2 separate regions of the Anser cygnoides genome follow, and region 2 is linked to region 1. A link is a contact called in public Hi-C data. All regions are on one chromosome and are shown on one strand. Each heading gives the region's core, a stretch centred on a gene start, on an enhancer-like site or on the middle of the called end of the contact. The rest is flanking DNA. Distances are from core to core; before and after follow the strand shown. Region 1 holds the start of LARP1B (La ribonucleoprotein 1B). Region 2 overlaps JADE1 (jade family PHD finger 1).

What was found. A called contact is a pair of places that touch in the nucleus more often than the background predicts.
Region 2: a Hi-C map of liver shows a contact between it and region 1, with 15 times the contacts expected there. The contact joins the enhancer-like site here to the promoter of LARP1B in region 1. A contact is called at or near these places in 2 of 7 Hi-C or Micro-C datasets (both in liver).

What each region holds. Positions count from the first base shown.
Region 1 is chr4:36,633,063-36,635,949 of Taihu_goose_T2T_genome, reverse strand. It overlaps LARP1B (La ribonucleoprotein 1B), which reads right to left and starts at 1,563. Exons shown (of 19, transcript XM_066995982.1): 1 at 840-1,563. The coding sequence starts at 1,104.
Region 2 is chr4:36,786,018-36,788,824 of Taihu_goose_T2T_genome, reverse strand. The region is part of intron 1 of JADE1 (jade family PHD finger 1); the gene reads right to left. Among named protein-coding and RNA genes, the nearest start is that of JADE1, 57 kb to the right of the region's middle. Within about 2 kb of position 1,429, at least 3 of the 3 cell types and tissues checked have open chromatin away from gene starts, as enhancers often do. A contact at or near this core is called in liver, where this site is marked.

The DNA.
Region 1 (2,887 bases), core at 314-2,813:
ACGTGTTGCCAAAAGGTTTGATCTTCAGCTAAATAAAGAACCTGTGGTCTGGAGAACCCTTTTGTCTGCTTGCATGATCGGCATACTTGAAACCATAAAAGGCTATACTTCTCTTTGTGAAGGAAGCACACGGTTAATTTAAGGATAAAAGCGACTGTCGGAACACAGGAAGGTTTGTCAGGTGCCTTCAGGAGCAAGTGCAGAGACCGAGATTCTCGGGAAACACATGCTGAAGTATGGGTTTTGAGGTTGCTGGCTTGCTTCTAGCCAAGAACAATACTCCAAGAAGTTGCTAACTTCGAGGAACGCTGCAGTGGCCTAAGCACAGAGCCCGGCAATTTCAAGTCAGGTCTGAGATCTGCCTGCTTAGTCAATACGGAGCCTCTCAAGCAGCTTTACCTTACATGTGGCGGTGATTAAAGGCCACCAGAAAATTGCACCCTGGCTACCCTCACCCCACCTCGCTCCACATAAGCGGTTTGAATCCGCAGCGCGAGCAAAGTCACTACATGCGCTGCCACGCCGAGCCTTCGCAACCCACACCGCGTGAAAAGCAAAACCCAGCGGCGGACCGAAGAGAGGGGCTGCACAACAGAGAAAGAACGCACGCACAGAGCACAAAACCAAGGCGCACAAGCCAAGGAAGCCGGCGGGACTCCGCAAAGCTCCCACGCGCCAGCGAAGCCGCACGGGGCCGCCGCTCGGCAGCTGCCCGTTGCCCGCCCCGCGGCCTGCGGCAACCGCTCCCGCCCGGCCCGGCCCGGCCCGGCCCGGCGAGCAGCAGCCGGGGGAGGCGAGCAGGGCCCCGGGGCCGCCCCGCCGCTCGGAGGGCGCCGCACCTGGGTCCCGCAGGCCGGCGGTCTCGGCCGCGTCCGTGTCCCCGCCGTCCCGCGCCGCCCTGCGCCTCGTCCACGCGTTCTCCTTGGGCGCCGGGGCTTCCACCGCCGCCCGCCGCCGCCTCTCGTCCGCCTCGGGCTCGGGCTGCCGCCAGTCGCCGCTCTGCTCCGCGGCCTCCCCGCGCTCGCCCTCCGCGGGGCCGGGCCGGCTCCGGGCGCCCCAGCCGCGGCGCTGGGCGGGCGCGGCGGAGACGTGCGCGGCGGCCATGCCCTGCCCGGCCCGGCTGCGGGGGGCGGCCCGCGGGGGAAGGCTCCGGGGCAGCCGCGGGGAAGCCGAGGCGGGGGAGCCTGCCACTGCCCGCCCCTGGCCGCCGCCCCGCTCCGCCTCCGTGCTGGGATCCCCCGCCCTGCCCGGCCCGGCCCGGCCCTGCCCGCCCCGCTCCCTCGGCCCCGCTCCGCTCCGCGCACGGGGCGACGGCCCCCCGCCGCCGGCACCAGCGGGGCACCAGCGGGCGGGCGGGCCGAGCGCTGCCGGCCCCACCGCGGGGGGGACACGGGAGGAAGGGGCGGGGCGCCGTGACCTCACAGCGGCCGTTGCCCCCCCCCAGCTCAGAGTAACGCGCAGCGCGCCCCGGCCCGGCCCGGCCCCGCAAGGGGCTGAGGCGGCAGAGCGCGGCCGGGGCACCGCCGCCTCAAACCTCCCCCAGAGCGCTGCCAGCAGCGCCGCAGTCAACTAAGTACGTTCCTAAAGGCACTTCTGTGACACCAGCCGGGTAGTTTGCAAAGTAGTGTCTCTAAAAACACCCGGGGTTTGGTGTCGGCAAACTCGATTCGATTTTGGTTGGGGCAGCGTTAGTCGCTGCTTTAACGACACTGGATAGAGTTTAGACAACCCACAATAAATAATGCACGTTTCTGTAACTGAAGCTCAAAATACCGGTAATAAGGGAGATCCTTCCATAAACAGAAAAAAAAATTACAACTGCTTCTAAGCACTTCTTGTACAACAGGTGATGAAAAATTACTCTTTCTTCATTTTTTATTTTACACCAAGAAAAAAGGTAGCATGACTAAGATTAAAGCAAGTTTTCGAACTCTTAGAAGCATTCTTCTCCACAACTAAGAACTGCATTTATTCAGGTGCAATAAATGCACGAGTTGAGGACACACCATGAGCATGTCACAGTGACAATTTATTTGAAGCAAAGGCAAGAATTCTTAATGAAGTTTTGCTCAGGAAAAAGGAAGGGCACTATCTACACCCACCTACACCTACACTCCTGAAAACAGGCGTTATCAGTCATGTTACTCGCTCAAAACACTTTCCCCATCTTTTATTTGGTGCCCCAAACTCCGAGGTTATGCAGAGGCAATGAAGACTGTTGTTAGAGCGGTGTGAACACGCAGAGGCCCTACCTAGGCAGTGGCGAGAAGGGCATTAACCATCCTGGTTTTTTTTCCTCACACAAGGGCTAGAAGAGAAGGCAGCAGAACTGTAGGCCAAGCCAGGACTTCAGGAACACCCCGACACCGCAGTACAGGGATCTGAAAAGACCAGGGAAAAGGCAAGAAAGTGATTCAGAATTAACTATATGAGTAAAGGCAGCCAGTAACATGGTGGCTTGACAGGAGTTTGCAAGTACTTGTTTTGCTAACTCTGTGGTAAAAGAGGACTTACTGTATACTTAATTGTATGTAAGTATACAAAAGTCTGTAAAGAACCTCTCAAGTTGCCTAAGACTCACCCCTAACTCTTTGTCTAGTTGTTACCATCCCTCTTGTTACTTTTTAGCACTCTAAGTCAGACTTCCTTGCCAAAATCCAGGGCAGTTTTTCCTTGAAGAGCACACTATTTCAAATATTTCTTCTTTGAAAGAGAGGCTCATTTACCCTGCACAAAACCAAGAATACCAATTTCATGCTTTAAAGGCTATGCTTTCTGTCACGTAGAAGCATCGGAGCACTTCAGCAAACACTGCAAATTACAGAGTTGCATAACATTATAGCATAATATAACAGCGTTTTACTCATGTAACACTTGTGCATGAGGA
Region 2 (2,807 bases), core at 180-2,679, 150 kb before region 1:
AGTAAGAAAAAAAAATAGTAAGTCTTAATCAGCATAAATGTAATAAAACCTGCCACATATACTTCCATTTCACTATTGAAATATTCAGAGGTTCAACACTACCAAACAGGACTAGGAATAGGAGGCTCAAGGTATCCAGGACAAAAGAACCCTTGCACAACACGGGAGGTTGAGTCCAGCTCTAACCTCCCTCCCTAGCTCAAAAAAAAAAAAGAAAAAAAGGAGTGGGAGGAGGTATTGGGCTAAACATGGCAGTTCATCTTGTATATCAGTGGGCCACATAAACTCGCAGCAAATGGCCCTTCCTGACACTCTTTATCTGGTTTGCATACCCAAACAACACAGTCTACGTTGTTATGCTTCCACTTTGCTAAGAGCTTATCAGAAATACATGCTCAGTGTAAAAAATAAGTATTAAAAAACCACAAACATAAGAAAACCCACATTACCTTATCAGATGCGGAAAATTACTATCCGTTTTATCTATTTTGCAAATAAAGATATTGAGACGTAATGGCAAAGAGATACAAATGAAAATGGTCTCTGGCAAAGCAGAGACTCAGTGTCATGACTCAGCCCTAACATATTACAATAGTGTAATCCTTCAGTGCTATTTGAATCATACACACTACAAAAGGTCAACTCTTGTTAACAGTGCATTTGCACACTGGATCTGTCTAAAACCAAATTTCTGCTTCTGACTCCAGAAAAGCAACAAGAGTAGTAGGTGGTGGCAGTGTGTGTACATAGAGATGTTCAGAGGAAGAACCTCAACCAGCTGCGCAGTAAATTTTCAGTGCACATAATGCAGACGCTCAGGATATAAACAGCCCGAGTCATTTGATACCATTCACAACAGTAATTCTGAAGTTACATTTTTTTTTAAAATGGACAAAGGAGTTTATTGCTTATTTAGAAGTTAAGCTTCTTTGCTACTGTTCAAAGCTGCAACTGCCACAAATATATTTAACTAAGCACACAGTGAGGAATGAAGAAAACTTGGGAATCCAATCATTACTCCGGCTCTGTGAACTTTGCTTCACTAAGCAAAAAAAAAAAAAAAAAAAAAAAAAAACTGCAGCAAACAAAATAGTCTCTGACCTTCCAGAACAACATTAAAAAAAAAAAAAAGCCTGATCTGCTTATGTGGGCAGATTTTGGCACAGGGTAAACATCTGTGTTTGCTCCTCAAATTGCATAAGTCACAAAAGAATCTCTCTCTCTTCTCTCTCCCTTTTATCCAGGACATGCTTTTAAAGCATTGCACTTTTATTTTTCTTTGACAATCTGAGGCAGGTTACTTTCTCCACATGGAAGTGCAAGCTCTGGCGCAAAGTAACCACGCCAACTGCTTGTAATCTGGTATCTCTGAGGGAGGAACGGCCACATCCTGCAGCAAGCACACGTACCCTTACGTAACCACCAAAACCGCAGCTCTAGCCTACTTGGCTTCTCAAATATTCAGCCAACCATAGCAGCATCTCTGCCCTCGGCCAAAGCTAAAGGTGAGCCCTCAGTATCTCAGATCTCTTCTGGAAACGGGCCCAACTACTTAAGGGAGCCAGGCAAAGCCTTCAGCCACAGCACGCAAAGGGAAAAGCGTTTACAGAAGATAAGTTAAGGAAAACTGGAAAGAATGCCAGCCCCAGAGCGGACAGTCACATGCCAGAGTACAGCTTGTACTGGCACTCCGGTGTAGTGCTTTGGATCAATAACAGCTGTAATAAAGCACATATTGACTGATAGGCTGCACAGATGCACAGAGAGAGCAAAGGACTTTTTTTGCTCTCCCACATGCTGATGCTGGAGCCTCGAGCAATGATCTGGCTCTACCTTTGTGTGTTTATTTTATTTCATACTTTTCAAAAAGCTGCTTCTGTGGGCTCTTTGGGGTCTCTCCCCCCCCCTTTAAGGAATTTAAGCACCTTTCATGACTGCCTTAAAAAAATGCTACAAGTATTGTGCACTCAGTAGTGCCTGACACACGCCTCAGATATCATCCTTAGCTTGTTTGCAAGGGTTTGATTTCAGTGAGGAAAATCAGTGACAGCAAAAACATCCCAAACCTTGTAAAACGTAACGAAAGACCAAGATCACCAGCTGGGCAAGCCCTGGCATTTCTTGCGAGCAGAACAGGTAGGTATTGAAAATGTGTACATCTGCCACACGCTGTCCCCAGGGAGGGAGCCCCATTAACCAAGTAAGCAGGGTAACCTTCAGAAAGCAATCAACATCAGCTGTTTTAAATCCTTTAAAGGTGTCGAAGATATCCATACACAAAATTCTATATTTTTCCATTAAAAAAGAAAAAAGAAAAAAAAATAGACCACTAAAATCAGGCCACAACATACACACACTTATTTTATACAGGTATTGTAAAGTCAGGAACTCTACGAGCCCAGCTAAGGGAAGACGACACTGACATTTGTCTTAGTTTTAAAACACCTTCTGTGTACCTACAACCATTGAAAGCAAAAGTATGAGTTGAAATTCTCTCTTCCCTGGGAATAAGTGCTTGTGCCACTAATTACCAGAAGCTAGGATTTTTCCCTACGAGGGATTTCTCCCTCCCTATAAGCCTAGGTCTTACAATCATAGAGAATTCTACACAGCCCTTCCTATTTAAACTTTGATACTTTCTAATAAACTGAAGTATCAAACACAACACATTGTACTCAGTTTGAAGATCATCTCAACCTGAACATCAAACAATGAATTAGTTGACAGCTTAAAAGATGCATGTTATCTCTAGCATATGCACCAAATTAAATCATACTTAGCAGGTGTCTACTACACTAACCCTTGTT